Regions from separate parts of the Triticum aestivum genome. Here region 2 is linked to region 1. Evidence: chromatin contacts called from public Hi-C data. All regions are on one chromosome and are shown on one strand. Each heading gives the region's core, a stretch centred on a gene start, on an enhancer-like site or on the middle of the called end of the contact. The rest is flanking DNA. Distances are from core to core; before and after follow the strand shown. Region 1 holds the start of LOC123169266 (auxin-responsive protein SAUR32). Region 2 has its middle 130 kb from the start of LOC123169266.

Region 1 (3,843 bases), core at 961-3,460:
CATACTTTTCATCCTACACTATCCATAATTAAAGATAGAAAACAACTAAGAATAAAAAAATAAAATGTACTTAGTGATAAAGCAAATAAGCGCACACGAGAATATTCACCCTGCGTTATTGCTCCCCGGCAATGACGCTAGAAAAGAGCTTGATAATCCCCAAGTGTTTAAGAAATTGTCGTATCACTTTCCAGTGATGAAGTGATAAGTATGGAGTATCGGACCCACAAGGAGCTAAAGATATGATCTGCATTCCCATCATCCGGCGTCGCAGATGTACCTCTCCGACCATCGCCCAGACATCCTCGGGCGTTCATAGCCCCCACCTACGCGCCTGCCCGCCTTGGACTACGCCATCATCCACCCAGGGTCCGTCTGTATCCAGCAACCCTCCGCCCCCTGTCGACGTCGTTCATGGTGGACACCACACCCGACAGGTATTCGGTCAAATGCAATAATGTTTTTTGTTGAACTTCATTTTGTTTTCTAGAGTAAGCACGATGACGAGGTACTCGGTGATGGAGTATGAGTTGTTGTGCGATGCGTGGAAGGTCATATATGCGGACTTTGAAGGCATGAGGCAATGGGGCTCAGTGTTTTTACAAAACAAGCGTGCTTCATTTCTTGAGGAAAAGCACTTCGCGCCCTCCGGCATGCACGTGATCCATGATCGTAATGTGAAGTCATTAGCCAATCGATGATCACCATCTCTAACGCCTTCATAAAGTATTGCGGCGTGGTTGCACAAGTGGAGACAAAGTGCCCATCAGGCTCGTCAACCATGGAGATTGTAATGTTTGCTTCTTGTTGCTCTACATGTTGATCAGTTCATTGATTCACTCATTGTTTAACATTGTTGTGTTATACTACAGGACCGAGAGCAAACCATTTACATTCAACATTATTGGGTGAAGCTTAAGGGCAACGGTGCATGGGAGGATATCTGTCGATTATGACTCGCGTATCGTTGAATTTGGAATCGATGGATTCGAAAAACTTGCTGAACATCTGGTTATCTCGAATGTAATATTTACACTTGTTTAGCTATTGTTATACTAGGAATATTTGCAAGCTATTTATGGATGAATTGTGTTATTTTCTATCATTATTTTGAATTTTGCGGATAAAAAAACATTACGAGCGGATATTGTTGGATGGCGGGCTCTTGTATCCGAGTTCACAGACCAATCCGAACCAGTCCGCAAACGAATAGTGTGTCTGCTTTAGAGAATGGCGTTGGAGATGCCATAATGAAGCTAATTTGGCGTTGTAAATGTTGGTTTCTTTTGTCAGTAAACTTGCTTAAACATATAAAAAATTGACTTAGAACTAACCTAGATTGTAAATATCATCTTTGTTTCGAATTATAAGACGTTCTAGATATTTAATATAGACTACATATGCAATTGAAATGAGTGAACAAACACACTAAAATATGTCTATATACATTTTGTATATACACTAAATCGAAGTAGAACTTCTTATAATTCGTAACGGAAGGAGTAATTTACAACGGAGGAAATAGTAGTACATGTTTTTGTCGCACTAGGTACTGGTGTATACAGTTGTTCACCGGGCTGGACCGACCTGCGCCCGTGTTTAGTGCCCACCGAGCTCTAGGCTCTACTCTAGCAGTAGCATCACCAACCGAAGTGTCAAGAGACTATGCGACACACGGCACTAGAGATCCCTCTCGCACACACACAAAAAGACTGTCTATGCAACACACGGCATTCCGCCAGCTGCTACACACACAGTAGCCTGCCTAGCTATACCCCGGGGGATCAGATGCCCCTCTCCCGTCCCCGTATTAAAAGCGTATTCAAAACGCTAATCTTTTTGAATACGCTAATCTTTTTCCATAGTCACGTGTAGAATTATCTTGAGAAATAAATGCGCGCAATACGGCGAGATAAGATTTCAGAGGGGAACCGAATCTCAACTAAATAAGCCCTAAATATACCAGATCGGCGTAAAACAGGAAAAATAAACATATTATGGCTGAACAATAAACGTGGGGATTAATCACGAGATCATTTTCGCGCAGATACTGCAGTACTGTGCCACATTTATGAGCAAAGATTTTCGATATTCCCTGCAAAAAAAAAAAGATTTTCGATATACCTGGTGGAAAGATAAACGGAATACGGAAAAGGGAGCGGCAGATGGCAACAAACAAAGCAGCCCGCGCCCCCCGCCTCTTATACACACGCGCCCCCGCCCCCTCCCGGACCAGACGCACCGAGCGCAGGGCACGCACGGGCAGATCGAGGCAGGCACAGGCGCCGTAGCCGAGACCGGGAACCCCAACGGGCCAAGCACCACCACCAACCCTAGCTAGCCACTCCCCCGTGGTCCTCCTTGACGGCCACCATGCAGCGTCCAGCGTGCCGCCGCCCCGCGCTCTGACGCCCGCCGTCGGACGCCGGTCGCCGTCGTGGTCTAGCGAGCGAGAGAGCGTTTCTTTCTTGGTGCAGGGTAGGCGTATAGATCGACATATATGGGCGTGAGCCTGCTGAGGAAGCAGCACTCGTCGGCGGCGGGGGGCTCGAGCGGCGGGTCGTCGATGCCGCCCAAGGGGTGCATGGCGGTGCGCGTGGTGGGGCCGGGCGGCCGCGCGGAGGAGGAGGAGAGGTTCGTGGTGCCGGTGGGCTACCTCAAGCACCCGCTCTTCGTGGGCCTACTCAAGGAGGCCGAGGAGGAGTACGGCTTCCAGCAGCAGGGCGCCATCACCATCCCCTGCGGCGTCGACAACTTCCGCCGCGTGCAGGCCATCATCGACGGCCAGCGGCACGGCGGCTCCGGCTCCGGCCGCCTCGTCTCCGGCGGCCACCACCACCACGGCTCCTCCTCGGGCCACCTCCACTTCCACCTCGCCGCCTGCTTCAGGGCGTGAGATCCGTCGACGCGGATCTCGCGCGCCCTCGCCGGCCGGATAGACGCCGTCTCCGGCCTCGTCTCGTTGCTTTGTTAATTAGAGTTGGTTTAATTAGGCGGTCAGGTATGTGATGATCGAAGGATCATGCGTGGGTTGAGTGCTAGCTAGTGTGTTCGGGTCTGCGGGCGGGCGTGTTGGAACTTGGAAACACAGATGGATCATCCGGATTTCGTTCCAGCTTGTGGTGATGATCCATCGACGATGATGAAAATCGAAGATATTTCCGATATTTCAGTGCCTATAATAGATTAACCAGATGTTCTCTTGTCCCTTTCCTTTACTGAATTGCCTTTGGCTTTCAGACTGTGTGGTTGGTAGTATTCTCTTTCCATAGAAGAATCTTTCTTTGGGGTGTTGTTCATCATGGTTCATCCATACGCACGTACGCCGGGGCCAAAGAATTAATGAACAAACTTTTGAAGAACATTAAGTGGTTTCGAAGAGAGTACTCCAAGTTTAGACACAATTAACTCCTTGACAAGCAAAAAATAATAATTTGAAACTGTCCAGCTAGCGTGCAAAGGATCTATTTTCTTTCAATTCTTTTAGGGACCTCTAGCTTGCAAAGGATCTATTTTCCTTCTTTCTTTTGTCCCATCTACTGTCTGCCTCCTACATTAAATTTCCCCAATCAAGCAGGGGATTAGTGGTGGATGCTAGTGGAGTACTATGTAAACATTCACATATGTACTCATCAATATTCTCCTACTCCACTACTAATCAACAGATTAAGTGTACGCCACCCATATATGGCACCTACGTGTCCATCTTTGGGAATATCGAGGCACCTGTGCGCCGTTCAGAGCTTCTTGTGGCAGAGGAGAAGCTGATGTCTATCTGAAAGGACAGGGCGGCGCCGCAGTGGAAAGGAAGGATGGAGTGAGACAAAACTTCCTAGGCCAGAA
Region 2 (3,843 bases), core at 906-3,405, 130 kb before region 1:
CTTGGCAGAAATTGATGGATGGCTGAGGCCTCGGAGCTTTTGCTTTCCCAGCTGCAATTATTCTCAAAGGCAAATATGGATGGATGGATGGCCAGGTCTCATTCCATGCTTAGTCCTTCTCATTATGAGCTCGATCGCTCCTCCCTTCGTGTTATCTGACCGCAACCTCTCTGCAATCTTCCAAATTAAGCCCCAGGATTATTCCCTCGGTTTTTTTTTAGCACGTGGACGTCGGTTTCTAGAACAGAAACACAGCTAGGAGGCTTATCACTGATGAATTTTGCATCTTCAACCATACTCCATCCGTTCTAAAATAGTAGATGACACCGTTCTAAAATATTACAAGTTTTGATTTGCATAGTTCAAACATGCGGCTTTAACCCATAGTTTTCGTATCTATAATATGTAAGCAAAAGATTGAAACCCTCTACTTTGTTTGTAAGACTAATTTTGATGTCGGATCTAATGGTACCATTGATGGAGAAAAACTTGATGTCTCTTCTCGTCAGATTTTTCTTAGCCATAGTTATCAGCAAGGCAAACAACACCATACTTTCGACCATCTTAAGGGCATTTCTAACCGATCCCCTATCCGGCGTTAGAGGAGTAAAAGTGTCGGTTCTACTCCTCTAGCGCGCACCTAACCGATACTCTAATATTTTCTGCTACATTTGGACCATTCGATGTGTTCAAATTTGAATAATTCAGTTTGTAAACTTTAAATTCGGTGTGTAAACTATATTCGTGATTAGCTTGAACATTCATATTATGTTTTAGTTTCTATATATGCGCTAATATGTAGTTGCAATGTATACTAGAATTGCAAAGTTAGCAAAAACAAAAATTTACTCCGTTATATGTAGTTGCAATGTATACTTCAAACATCCAGCACCTCCGGACTCCTCATGATCAGTTAGTTCCGACCAAATCTCAGTGGAGTAAAAATACTCCACTAAGGGTTACTCCTCCGTATCCTCCTTTATTTTTAGGGATCGGTTAGAGTTGCGCTAATATACCGAAGAGAAAAACATCTTGGTCTCTGTACGTATTTGCTGAACTTTCTGTTCTTAACAAATTTAGCAAAGGAACGAGGTGCGAGTTGACAACAGAACCTTCCAACAACCGGAGTCACTATACTTTTTTACCGGACACAGTTCCAAGGTCTCTTTCAGGGATAGAATATACCTATTTTTCTCCTTCTGTTAATTAACCATCTTCCGTTGCAATGATAGTTTTAGAGGAGCGCATGAGGAGTCCGGAGGTGCTGGATGTTTGACCAGCAAGCACAGCAGAGCACATCTTCAACCACCAGCAAAAACCTGAGCCGCTGCTTTGTATCTTTTTCCGCCTAGCTTTGGCTGAATTATTGGAACCAAAGCAAAGCAAAGCGATCGCGAGTGAGTGACCGCAGACCATACTTGATGATGGTTCTTGGTGTGCTTGTTGCCCTGCCCTCTACTGTAGCACCGTCCAGGATTCTGCTTGTCCTTCCCTTGTACGTACTCTGCTTTAATAATTCAAGCGAGCCGGTCGGGCCGACAGTTGGATAGTATATTCAGCCTATCTGAATAGCACTAGCCTGATCACTAACATTTTCACGGGTCAATTCATATAAAATAGTAAGTACTGCCGTTGTAGGAGTAGCGGCGCAGGTTATTATAGAACTATTTTCTGCTGGCCCACACGGGCTCATGCATGCATGCAAGAGCTATGTACCTTCAGACATTGATATTCTGAAGCAATAATTGACAAAAGATGAGCTTCTAGAGGCAGCAATGGTACGCTTACGCGCAACTTCCACGGAAAGCTGGCTACGCTCTGATGTGGCAGAATGAGACAGCGATGTGAGCCCGCAATTCACGCAGAGTGAAAAAATAAGCCCCAATCAGTTGGCTCCCCCTCCACGAGTAGTTGATTTCCGTGGTTCGGCCGTCCGTAAGTGTAGCATCGCTGCTCAACAGGTGTACATGCGCCCGGCCAGCCCGCCCGCCCGCGAGAGTTTCCCGGTTGTTCGGCGTGAATCCTCCGGCCCTTTCGCCCGCGTGCGTTTTATCCAGGAACCACGGAGCACGCACGCCATGTGTGCATTGCCCCCGCTCCGGAGCCTGGACGGCTGTACGCCTGTGCCGCCGAGGCAAGCGGCACGCTTCGGTCACCCGCCCCGCCGGGTTTCGTGCGGGAAATTGGCCGGGCTCCCGTGGTCAGCTCTGGGCGGTAGGTGGATCAGGAACGTGGCCAGCGAGCGCGTTCGTCTCTTACGAAACTGATGAGTCGGTCGTGACTCGAGCAATCTTGCACTCGTTAGCGCTTTTGAGTCGGTCGTGACTCGAGCAATCTTGCACTTGTTAGCGCTAATCTCGTAGGCTCGTACACGTCGCGCTCGGACAAGTAAGGGTTGCGTCGTCTAAGCGGCCGGGCTTTGGAGTCATAGCTATCTGGCTCCCAACTGATCTCGTCTCTATCGAGCTCTCTTTACGTGCCCGCTACACGTACACCGTAGTATACGTAGGATGCCAGAGCACCGGTAGGTATCGACTACCTCCTTTATCAGATGGATGGATAGATTGATAGAGAGATAGAGGCTAGGGCCGAAGATTCTGGCGAGGAGCAAAGGACAAGGAGGACGAGCGGCTAGAACAAGACACGTCCGATATACTCCCTCCTTCAAAATAGATGATCCAATTTTGTATTAATATATACGTACCCACACAAGCAACGCAAGACGGTCGACGCTCGTATTTTCCAGCGCCGCTTGACCCTTGTGCGCGCTCCAACCACCAGTTTGTCATGCCTAGCTCCTCACACGCGCTCCTATTCCTGTAGATTTTGTCAGTCGACTCGAGAGGCTAGACTAAGTAACCTCTAGAAGCAGCGATGCTACACTTACGGACGGCCGAACCACGGAAATCATCTACGCGTGGAGGGGGAGCCAACTGAATGGGGCTTATTTTTTCACTCTGCGTGAATTGCGGGCTCACATCGCCCTCCTCGATCCGCGTCCGCGGAGGGTGCCGCCGCGTAGCTAGCCACCGCCCCGGGCGCGAGTGCACCGCATGCACCCTCGGCGCGCATGCGTTTGATGTACGGTGACGTACGATACGTTTCTGGCAAGCGTGCGTTTTCTTTTCGACAAACACGTGCGGGGAAGGGCAAATGGATAGAGGTCCGAAAAGATGCGTATCACCGATAGAGCACCGTCTGGCTTGGATAATGAGGTGATCCGTCACATTGTTTTTATGACTGCTACAGCGGTGTCAAAGGCGGGCGACGGACGCGTCTGAGGATCATTCAGCCTTGATTGTATTTTTTATTCTTCGTTTTTTTGAACACAGTATGATCGCAGATGCCCACATACACATATATACAATAATTTCTATGAATGCATGCAGGCACGCATACCTTACCGCTATGAACATCACCGACATACCGAGCCAGCATGACATATTGAGATTGACAAAGTCATCACAGACGTCTTGTGGTCGACGGAAACACATCCGTTCACTGAACGAACATCGCCTAATAGACTGAAGTAAATTCAGAAAAATGTGAACACCAATGTCAAATCTAGAACTCTATTTATTCATGTATCCTTTTGTGTAAATATAAATACTAGTGTTCTGCTATCTTTTCAGTTTTGTCAAGTATATATCTCTCTATTAAACTAGAGAATACGCGAAAATCGATTTCACTATATTTCATTTATTTGATTGTATGAAACATGCATAGTTGAATTAATAATACTAAAACTAAAAATGAACATTATATATTGTAATTATTGTGTGGTCAAAATATATTTCGAATATAAGTGGCATAATATAACGAAAAACTTTTGCCCATGCAAGT

Evidence for each region. Hi-C and Micro-C count contacts between places; a contact is called where the count stands out from the background.
Region 2: a contact with region 1 is called in a Hi-C map of leaf, with 2.3 times the contacts expected there. The contact joins the enhancer-like site here to the promoter of LOC123169266 in region 1. A contact is called at or near these places in 2 of 5 Hi-C or Micro-C datasets (both in leaf).

The regions. Positions count from the first base shown.
Region 1 is chr7D:496,884,624-496,888,466 of IWGSC CS RefSeq v2.1, reverse strand. It overlaps LOC123169266 (auxin-responsive protein SAUR32), which reads left to right and starts at 2,210. Exons shown (of 1, transcript XM_044587098.1): 1 at 2,210-3,195. The coding sequence starts at 2,501. The coding sequence ends at 2,896.
Region 2 is chr7D:497,017,128-497,020,970 of IWGSC CS RefSeq v2.1, reverse strand. No RefSeq gene overlaps it. Among protein-coding and RNA genes, the nearest start is that of LOC123169266, 130 kb to the right of the region's middle. Within about 2 kb of position 2,155, at least 2 of the 8 cell types and tissues checked have an H3K27ac peak or open chromatin away from gene starts, as enhancers often do. A contact at or near this core is called in leaf, where this site is marked.